Linked DNA regions of Zea mays: all the other regions are linked to region 1. Evidence: chromatin contacts called from public Hi-C data. All regions are on one chromosome and are shown on one strand. The core of a region is the stretch at or near the end of the contact, and the rest is flanking DNA. Distances in the headings are between cores, read along the strand shown. Region 1 holds the start of LOC100191894 (shikimate dehydrogenase 1). Region 2 holds the start of LOC100276871. Region 3 holds the start of LOC100280056 (VIN3-like protein 1).

Region 1 (3,515 bases), core at 395-2,894:
AGCGATAAAGAATAGTAACGTGCTAAATCACCTGGCAGTGAACAAGTATTTGAAACATTTTTGCCACATCAACAATTTCAGTAGCGGTTGTAGCTATTTTCACGATATCAGCCCCCGTTGCTTGAATCTGAGCCACCAAATTTGCAAGTTCCTCGGACGATGGAGTGGTCTCATAGTTGTGGGATGAAACTATAAGTTTACAGTTATCAGGTTTCCTCCCAGAAATAAGTTTCATAAATTTGTCAGCCACCTGCACAATACAATTCAGTGATCAACTCCAGACTCACCCTCACTAATTTAAAGGACAGGGCTAATTGACACTACCAGTACATAAATAGCGAGCTTCTTTTACTAATATTGTAGTACATATTTTATATCATTACTTTTTTTCAAGTAGTTATCATGGTTATGAGAAGAATATTATTGTAAATGATACATGATAACTAATCAAGCTTCACAATTGATCGGCTCTGACAAGGATCCAAATCAGTGGCAGTGTCACTTAGGGTGTCTCCAACAGTATGAGCTAGCACTAGATCTAATTTCTAAGCTGATAAATATGGAGGGCAAAGAGACCACAGCAAGCAACCTTCAAAATCACGCTGTGAGAAATGGATACATCGTGAAATGTGCAAGATTATGTCTTGAGTCCGTGCTAGTCTCTTGCTTTTCTGCACTATGCACTATTCAGTGATTAAAAAATTGATTCCCTGAGCTAGATCATTGGAGACGCCCTTACTGTTGAAAGTTGCAAGAATATCAAATTCTCACATACTTAATGAACTAGTATTGCACTACATCCAGATTACAAGATTATATTCATCGACACTGAGCCACGAAGAAGGTCTTGTCTCGGTTTATCTTTTCCTTCGACCCTACTCAAGTGAGAGCCTATAGCCTTGGGTTTATCCTTAGAGGCTTAGACAATAAGCCACAAAGAACAGCAGTGCAATAAAATATTGACTTGATGAAGTGAAAAATAGGGAAGGACCCAACCTTAAGCTCGACATCCACATATTCAGCTCCCAGCTCCATTGCCAATAGCAGAGCCTCAAACCGTGATTCGTCATCGCCTTCGTATTCGCCTCCTTCCCACTTGGGCCTGTGCAACAAAAATCAAGCAACAGTCACTTAGCTTAGTAACACTAACAGTTTAAATGTTGATACCAAAACTAGCCCCCATTTTGCTCCACTGAATTATGCTAAACATCTAAACTAAACCTCTGGAATTGCCTATCGAATCTGGAACCGGAATGCGCCAAAAAGGTGTCTCCGAGAAGGAAGAACCTAATCCCCCGCACGCCCACCAACCCTGTGGCAGGGAAACCAGGCGCTGACGAAACGAACTCACCTGTAGGTGACGAGGGCGGGGAGCGGGCGGGGCTTGGCGAGGATGACGGGCAGGTCCCTGCGCGGCGCGAACCCGGCGAGGCAGTCGAGGCGAAGCTCCGCCACGTCAGCGCCGAGCGCGGCGGCGGCGGCCAGCTCCGCCGCCATCTCCCGCGGCGCCCGCGCCGTCGCCGGCACGCAGACCATCGTCCGCGGCCGCGTGACCGCCGCGGCGGGCGGGGACACCGCCGAAACTGACATCGCCGTCGCCATCGGGGAAAGCCGGCGGCTTTGCGTCGGGTTGGTGCCTTGGTGGGAGGAAGAGTGGAGGTTTTGGTTGGTGGTAGTACTGGTGGAGGTGGACTATCGTTCGCACTGCTGGGCGGCGGAATACGACGTGGCCCGTCTTGACTGGTTTGGGTTGTAGGTGCACGGAACACATGGGCACGGCGTCGAAATGCGCGATGAAATGGTCAAAAAGATCCTAAATTCTGCGATGAAACCGAAGTGGTTCGTCAATTTCTCGGAGGAATTACCCAGAAGTAAAAAAAAAATGTCTGTTCTTTAGCAGCGCAGCAACTTGCAAAATCTTTGACAACATTTTGTTTATACGGCTAAAATGCAAAATCTTTGACAACATTTTTGTTCTGTGTTTGTCAGTTAGAATAAAGTCATTCTATTTTTGTTTGATTTTAGAGTAGAGTAAAATGGAGTGGTTTAATTCTATGTTTGGTTCTATATTGAAATAGAATGTGACGACTCTATGTGTTTAGTTGATGAGTGCAACTAGATAATTTTCTAACATCATACATTCATACAACCATTTATTATATCTTAAAATGACAATTATAAATAAAGATTATGAGATGTATAAACATGACGCATCTATACAACCATCAGAGTTAATCGCAGAAGGGGCATAGAAAAGGACCAAGAATTGGGCAGAGTGCTGGTTTGCTCGACCAAGAAATTTGTATTCTAAATGAGCTAATCGCAGAAGGAATACATATGGAGGTCTGCTCTGTCGGTGCCACCAAATCACCAAAGGACGAAAAAGAACGGGGCCATGAGCCCATGCGAAGACACAACGGCTCTTTTGTTTCAGCTTTTTTTTAACTTGTGTCAACTAGAATCTACTACGGACAGTCAAATACTCAGATTTTCAGCACTGTTTTATAAGAATCGATTCGATAAAAATCATTTAAAGTTAACGTGAACAGAGAATTTATCAAATCGTTGCACTTTCAAGACCCTGAGCCTTATGAACATCTTTATCTTTTTTCGCACGTAATCCTCACAATACTTAGATTCTTCCCATAGCTACATTCTCCTCATAGCTAGATTGTCAAAAAAGCTGATCAGAAAAAAACTAAACCTAATAGGGCCAACATCTCCTGGTGGTTTGCTCAGCAAGGAAAATAGCCTCGATTTCGTTTCTCTCCGTGATTTGCTCGCCAAAGGAAAAAAGCTGCTCCAGGAATATTCTGCTTTTGAAAAAGACAAAATACTGCTCTCCTTAGTGGATAGGCTGAAAACCAGCGAAGCCAAGCTTAACGCACAAGCCAAAGCTTACAAAGCCGAGGTTGAAGATTTTAAAAAAAAGCTTGCCGAAATGAATGAAAATTTTGAACTTGCGAAGGCTAAGCAAGAAATAAGTGAAATGGAAAGAGTCAGAGTGCAGAAGAACATTGAAGAACTTCGGGATTCCAAGGAAAAATGCTACGAAGTATCCATGAAATGCACGAAGAAACTGAAAGATAGCTTTGCAAACGTGGGAGCTTATTCTTCGGAGCAGAAATTTATTCGTGGTGATCCCGAAGGTGTTGTCCAGTGGATAGGCGAAGAGGCTGAAGCTTTTGATGAGATACTTAGCGATTGTGGGGATTTTTGTGCTTTTGCCGGTGCCCGAGGGGCCGCGGCAATTTTAGAAAAAGCCGGTGTGAACATGTTAAGGTCGTAGCCCAGGTAGAATCCATTCTCTCAGTTGATGACACTAGAGACCCTTCGACTGAGGCCTCTACATTGGGCGGTAAATTCTACTTCGATGTGTGGATGAAGGGTGGTCGTGAGATGACTGATGAAGCCATTAAAAAGAACGAGAAAGAATCTCACGACGCCCGAGAAGAAGTTAAGCAAGCTGAAGAATCTGCTGAACGCGTCATGATTATAGGTATTTTTATTTAAAA
Region 2 (3,683 bases), core at 1,175-3,674, 340 kb after region 1:
CATCTGCAATATTTTGTTAAATAAAAATAAGGGAAGAAAGTAATATCTCATGAGGTCAAAACATGTGCTTCATCTTCTTTATTTTGCATAGATTTTTCATCTTTTATTCAATTAAATTGGGGAAGAGAAAAGAATATGTTGGAGACGTCGAGAGATGAGTTTTCACCTAAAAACACTTTTGTGTTGTTTTCAGTGATTTGATGGAGTTGCTATTAGGCCTCCTTCTAATTTGTATATTCTCTACTACTATTTAAGACTATAGTGTAGGCGTTCATGGTGCACGGTTCTGCCCCCTCCCCACACCCCGTGCCAAGGGCAAGGACGACGATTTGGCAAAGTCCACCAAGGTTTCCAAGATGGGCGCCAAATCTGAGGCTGTCGTCGCGGCTGGGAAGGCGAAGAAACCGCCGGCGGCCAATTCGACCGCGGATGCCGGTGCCAAGCCGACCAAATCAGGCAAGAAGGCACCGGTGATTGCCGACGCCAAGGCAAAAGCCAATGCGACCGTCGTCAGCAAGGAGTCGGCGGCGGAGGTTGAGGTTGAGGAGGACGTGGTGTTGACCAAGCAGGCAGAGGAAGGCTCCGACGACCACATCTCCGAGTTCTGGGACCTGCCTAGTCGGCTGCAAGAGACGCTGATGCCGGACCTGGCGCGCCTCTAGCAGCACTTGAAGGCGTACCTGTCCGCGGTGAACGCTGGGATCACCGACGGCGTGCGCCCGATCCTCGGCGGCCGGTGGGCGGCGGTGCTGCTGCCGCTCTTCATGCTCACCGTGCTGGTGTGGCGCATGGGCCCGTACCTGCCGCTCCTCCACCACGTGCTGCTGCTGGAGCAGGCATACCTCGCCATCTACTCTGCGACGCTCGCGCTCACCGCGACCGCCACGGGGCTGGAGCCGCCGCGCTTCATCCACGCGGCCTCCCCCGCCGCCTACGCCTGGACGCATGCTGCACAGTCACTCGACTTCATGGCCTACCTCGTGCTCCAGATGGTGGACCTCGTCGTCGTCTTCTCGGGCACCACCTCCCCTGAGGACGACGACAACGGGACGCCGCCAAGGCCCTCGGGCTCGCGCAGATGGTGGTCAGCCTCGCCGCCGGCGTGCACTGCTATGTCGCCATCTTCCACCGCGCCGCGGCAGGGGCCGCACCCCGCGCCAACTGGCGCGTGTACGCCGTGTACGCGGCCTGCTTCGCAATCGTGTGCGCATGCACACGCGCCGAGAGGAGGAAGAAGGCCTACCTTGCGGGCACCGACCGCGTCGCCGAGGAGTGGAAGAAGAGCTGAGCTGATCGCGTCGGGAACAGAGAGAGAACTTCTCTGGGAGAAAAAAAATCCCAATACGGTGGTCGGTGGAAGCCCAACTGCCCATGTGCATGAAGGTAACCCAGAATTTAGGAATAAAAAGAGGGTAAAAAAGTAAAAGAATATGGAAGCAAGTTGTGATTTTCCTTTTTTTTTCTTCCCTTTTCTACATTTATTATTTATATAACATGTTCCCCTTCAATGCATCAATAGGATGTTTGGCCGAGGAACACATCATTTTCTTACTCCTCATCTTGCTCATCAACCATGGTTGTTCTTTTTTCCTACTTTTCGCGCTCGCACAGTTCGACTACCTCATCCCACCAATGGGGATGGACAAATGCAGCGCGAATAGACAATTGTAGCACGAACAGCATGGACAGCGACAACGTACACAAGGCGGGCATGGTGATGAATGGGTTGCCCATCAGTGTGTACGCATCAGAGACATTGGGGTGTGCGGCGGCCATGTCCACAGACGGTTGATGAGCAAGATGCTCGGGCGCATTCGGGATTCACCGCTGATCAGGTTCAACACATACACATGCGGCACGTGTGCCGCGTCAGGCACGCTCAAGTGGGACATGACCACTGTCATGGAGTACAAGGGCCTACCCCTGCAGCAGGTCGTCGACTACTATGTCAGGGGCACGGTGCAGAATATCCAAAGACAACTATTATCAATAATTAGCCAATATAAACTATTTACAAATCTTTACTAATGTTTATAAAATAGCATATCCCTATATCATTGTGTTTAGGAAAAATGGTGTATTAGTATTGACACATCGCGTATCCATAGGAAATCTCGTAATTGATTAATAACATCTTGTTGACCACATGTGTAGATATTAGACAATATATGTGTTTTATATATGAACATGTATGGTGTTTAGTTGCTTCTTCTACTTTGTTCTAATTGATGAATAAAAAATGAATGGGTCTTTTCTCCTTTTCTTCCTGTCGAGAGAGCACATCTCATAAAGTGATCTAAAATTAATTACTACTAATACTTTTATCAGCGGTGTTCGTATATCGTCACAACGCACGGACAACTGACTAGTAATAATAATAAGATAAGCGGAAGAAAAAAAAAAAGGTATTTCATTTGAGACTTTGAGTACAACCGCGGGGGGCGGAAGCAGGCAAGCTGCACGCAGCCTTTCTCATAGTTTGTTTTGTCCCGTTGTGAGGACCTAACAGAGCGGCGAGCTTGACCAGTTTCCCAAAGCAAGCGACTCCTCCGGTCTCCCACCTCTGCAGCTGCCCCCCAACAGCCCAGCTGCAGCTTCCATTCCTGGCTAACCACCACCAACCCAAAGCAGCTGCTGCGGCACTTTGGTCACGTGCCCACTGCACACCTGACACCAACATGGCCGCCATGTCACGCCACCACCACGACCCGCTTCTTGTCTTGTCTTCTCTTCTCTCTTCCCTGCCAAGACAAAGATCAAACGAACCCACGCGTCCCCTTCCCTCTCGTGTCGTGCAGAAGCAGAAACCCACCCGTCGTTCCGCCATGGCTGGAGAAGGAGGAGGACGGCTTCCGCTCGACCTGTCCCTGGCCACCGCGGGGCCGTCGGCTGGCGAGCGGCGGCCGAGGGCGCGGCCGAACCGGCGCACCCTGTCCTCGCTCTATGCTGAGCTGGGCGCGATGCTCCCCAACCTCCCCATCGACCGGGTGAGTCCCTGCCCCCGACGGCCCTGCTTCTTGCCTATTCACCATTTGTGTGTTTTGTTTGACGTCGTTTCCTGCCAAAACCGTCGACGGCGCGCGCAGCCGGCGAGCAAGGAGGAGATCGTGGACGCCGCGGCGGCGCGCGTGAAGGTCCTGGAGGACACGGTGGCCGTGCTGGAGACGTACCACTCGGTGCGCAGCCCCCTCCACGGGGCCGGCGCCGGCGCCGGCGCCGCTGCTGCCCGGCGGCCCGAGGTGTCCGTGGCCGTCGGCGCGGTGTGCTTCTGCGCGCGGCTGCCGGCGCGGAGCCCCGGCTCGCTGACGCGCGTGCTGGAGGCGTTCCACCGCCGCGGGGTGGAGGTCCTCGTGGCCACGGTGGGGCCTCACGGCCACGGCGGCGCCGCCGTGGTCACGGTCACCGCTGCCGCCGCGCCGCCCGAGGTCCTGCAGATGATCAGGGCCGACATCACCGGCATCTGCTGATCCATGGGTAATCAATGGCTTCTGCTGCTCGCGGCGATTGCACCTTTTGCTACCTCTCATCCGACGGCCATGGCCTCCAACTTTTTTTTTGGTACGAAATCAGCTAGATAGGTGAAATGGCTAGTGCTGTAATAACACCGGCAAAAGCAGACATTTCCGATTCTGTAGCTTCAATCTGCGGCGCCAGCGTTATCCAACGATAGAGATGTTCTTGTT
Region 3 (3,642 bases), core at 599-3,098, 440 kb before region 1:
TCAGGTTTGACTGCTCACGGCAAATAAGAGACCATACGGAAAAATCGAACAATCTAAACGAGTTAGGGCTTACCGGCAGATCTGAACAGATCCCCACTCAGCGCCATCCTGGCAGAAGAAATGGGGCAAGGAGGAACACCTGCCAAGTGAGTGAGTGAGTGAGTGAGTGAGAGGGGTAAGGGGTGAGAGGGGGGATGGATGCCGGCAGGGAGGAGGCTATGAATGTGTTGTCCAGTGGAAGGGGGTGTCGCCAGCTACCGAAAAGTTGTTTTCCCCCTTTGGTTGAGAAAATAAGGAGAGTCAAGCAAATCTCCGTCGTTTAATAAGCTGGTGCCTACTCATTTGTGCCAAGACCTATCACAAGGTCTTGTTTTGATCTGATGACACCTAACTTTCCAATACCATGATTTGACAACTACGGCAAGACAATTTGCTTTGGCTCTATGATTTGTTATTACAGCCAGCGTACACAATCAATTGGGCTGTACAGATTTTGTAAACCCAATTTATTGAAGTTGGACTTTACTCCCATAATTTAGGACTTCATAAATTTTTAGTTTACACCAAAATCCAACGGTTTAAAACCAAACCAAATACCAGGATACCCAAGAAGCAAGATAATTTATTTGGGAAACCTAGATTCCAAAAATATTTACTTATTTAGTAAAAAAATAGAACCTCGATTTTGTCATATCTATTATTTTTTAATGCATAAATGATAAAACATCTAGTGGAGAGTTCTTTCGTCTCAAAACTTCACCAAAAAAATGATTTTTTGCTGCCGCACACTAAACTAGAAACATTGAATCGTGGATATTGATGCAAGTGTTGCTGCCAAATCATGAGCCATCCGATAGGAAACTTTAGCGCAGATAACCATTTGAATATGAACCCTTTATGTAAAAAATCCTCTTTTTGTTGGTTACCTAGAACTACATGTAAAGTTGTACTCCTATAAAGCATGTAGACATGGAAGCTTTCGCTTGTACACATTCAAAGCACATCTGTCTCAATTGGAAGTTGAGAAACTGCCCTAATTCCATTTAAAAGCAAAAAAAGGCAGGCTACAATGCATTGATCATTTCAGGTGGAAAGTTTAGTCTTTTCACAGTTAAATAGCAGATAGCACGAACTGAGCCAGTAACATCGTAACAGCAGCAAATAAACCATAGGATTGGAAAAGGTGGAACCCGAACAGATTATTAGTATAGTGTGAAAAAACATACAAAAAAATGAATAGATGCCGCTTTTTAGTCACTATGGATCCTTCATGTAAAAGTTGACACCAAATTGGCCAACCTCACTGGCAGGGGCGTTACAGGGGGCGTGCAAGATAAAATCGAGTGAATTCAATTAAGAGCAAGAAATCAATAACCAGAGTAATTATCTAGTGACTAAATGCATACAAGCATGGCAAGGTAGCAGTACAGCTAAGCGACAACGTACTATGACAGCTAAGCGAACTGAGCCATGGATGACTAAGGACCATGCCCAGCAGCAGCAGGCAAGCAAACAAATCCAACCCCGAACAAATTCGGGGTTGCGGTCGATCGCACACAGGGCATAAAGCGCAGGGCACCCCGCGACCCGGTGGGCGGGCGGGCGGTGGGCCTGGCGTGAGGGGCTTACCGGCGAGTTCCGGCGCATCCCCGCCCGAAGCCGCCATCCCGGCGGCCGACGGGTGGGGTCGGAGGATGGACGGTCTCGCCTGCCAATGGAGCGAGCGTGGTGGGGGGGACGGGCCAACGGCCGGACCAATCCCGTCGAGGCGAGCGGGCGGCGATAGCGTACGTAGGTTGTTAGCGCGCGGCGGCGGAGAGGACTCCACCAAGGGTTTGTGTTTGCTCGATCGAGCGGTGCTGTGCACGCCGGGAAACGACGTCCCAAGTTATTAGCAACTTTGGTTTCGGTCAGATTCTTTTGCCCTTTTTCCTCCCTTTTTTTGACGCGGACGAGAGGTAATCTGACAGATTTGTGGTGCAACTTGCAAGAGGTTGAATTTGCTCGAGAAATGTTAGTCGATTTTGATCGTTCCTTCTTTATATTTCTAAAAAATTCCAATATATTCTATATCTACAGAGGCGGATCCATAGGAGTAAAGTAGATCATGACCTCTCAATTTTATATAACCTCTTATACTTAATGTACACTTATGGTTAAATATAGAAAAAATTATGTTTTGATAGGGGTCTCGTCAGATCAGTCTAGTCCTTCTGACAGCGTCCTTCTCCTCAACCTAGTTCTCGCATCTATCTATTCATCCCTATCCATCCCGACATTGCTCAATCTAGTCCTTTCATATGCCCCCCTTCTCAGTGTCCCTGCCCTTGCTCGTTGTCGTCGCGACGCTGGCCCATCGAGTAGCCCCGATCTCGCTCGCAGTGATGATGCAACCCGTTCCCGGTAGTCGATGAGCTTGGATGAATCAGCGAGCTCTGTCTCTCAACTGAAGACATCGTGTGACCTTGTCCCTTTCTTAGTGCCCCACTTTTTCGAGAGATAGACATTCGATAAGGTACACACGACATTGGTTCGATCAGCAAAAAAATAACGATATGTTTCATAGTTATCTTCTTTAAACTTTTATCATATATGGATATAAAACTTGAATTCAATGCAAAAAATAGTTTTTTATAGTATTACTTAATTTTGTCATGTGGTTTTTTGGCCCCTATAAATTTTGGTCCTGCATCCGCCACTGTATATCTATATCTATTTATACTTATATACATATTATTATATACTATATAATTCACCGGTTTAAAATTTACAAAATTCACTCAATCAAATCACTCCCACACTTGTAACCTTCACTAAATCCACCAATCAAATTACATCCAGACTTAACACATCATCAAAACTAATGATTCAAATAGTTAGATAACACTCTCTCTCTTTTACTTAAATTCAACGGACAATATTTGTCGGTGTTTCGGACCCGGGGGACTCTCAACCGGACCGACTAGTGAATTTTGTGTCGCGTGCCCCTGTCCAGATGGGTTGATGCAAGATGGAACACAAGAGGGGGATGAGGCTTATGTTATCTTGCACCGGGGGTGCTTGCAGTAGGGGTTACAAGCTGAGCGAGGGCGAGAGAGAGAGAGAGAGAGAGGGAGTTCGGCCTTGAGTCGACTGAGTTAGCCTCCTCCGCGTCTCTCCCACTTTTTCTGCATCCGCTCCCCCTTCTCCTTTTGGAAGGCCCTGGACATCCCCTTTTATAGATATAAGAAGATGGTCTAGTTGTACAATGGGGTGTAGCTATGTGCTAACGTGACCGACGGAGAAGCGCTTGAGCCCTGTAGAAGCGTAGATGGCGGTGCGGCATGGATCCTGCTGACGTTTCCTTGCTTCCGTAGAGAGCTTGGGGACTATTGACGTCATGGACGCACGCGGGGAACCATCATTACCTGTTACCGGAGTAATCTAGATGTGACTCCAGTCTTGTTCCTTCGTAGCCTGAGGTGGCTAGCTAGAGGTAGGGTAATGATGTATCCCCTGTAGCGTAGTCGGTCCGAGGCCGAGGTCGGGTGAGGCGGCGACTCCTCCCGAGGCCGAGGTCGGGCGAGGCGGAGAACTTCCCCCGAGGCCGAGGCTGAGACCGAGGCCTGGGGTCGGGTGAGGCGGAGCTCCCTGTTGTGTCCG

The links. A called contact is a pair of places that touch in the nucleus more often than the background predicts.
Region 2: a Hi-C map of bundle sheath shows a contact between it and region 1, with 4 times the contacts expected there. The contact joins the promoter of LOC100276871 here to the promoter of LOC100191894 in region 1. A contact is called at or near these places in 4 of 25 Hi-C or Micro-C datasets (bundle sheath, ear, endosperm and 1 more).
Region 3: a contact with region 1 is called in a Hi-C map of endosperm, with 3 times the contacts expected there. The contact joins the promoter of LOC100280056 here to the promoter of LOC100191894 in region 1. A contact is called at or near these places in 3 of 25 Hi-C or Micro-C datasets (ear, endosperm and leaf).

The regions. Positions count from the first base shown.
Region 1 is chr10:26,252,573-26,256,087 of Zm-B73-REFERENCE-NAM-5.0, reverse strand. It overlaps LOC100191894 (shikimate dehydrogenase 1), which reads right to left and starts at 1,644. Exons shown (of 10, transcript NM_001137318.1): 1 at 1,352-1,644; 2 at 997-1,102; 3 at 32-250. The coding sequence starts at 1,602.
Region 2 is chr10:25,916,786-25,920,468 of Zm-B73-REFERENCE-NAM-5.0, reverse strand. LOC100276871 reads left to right here and starts at 2,424. Exons shown (of 2, transcript XM_020544992.2): 1 at 2,424-2,987; 2 at 3,087-3,683. The coding sequence starts at 2,679. The coding sequence ends at 3,467. It also overlaps the pseudogene LOC103642351.
Region 3 is chr10:26,694,567-26,698,208 of Zm-B73-REFERENCE-NAM-5.0, reverse strand. It overlaps LOC100280056 (VIN3-like protein 1), which reads right to left and starts at 1,848. Exons shown (of 4, transcript NM_001152996.1): 1 at 1,630-1,848. The coding sequence starts at 1,666.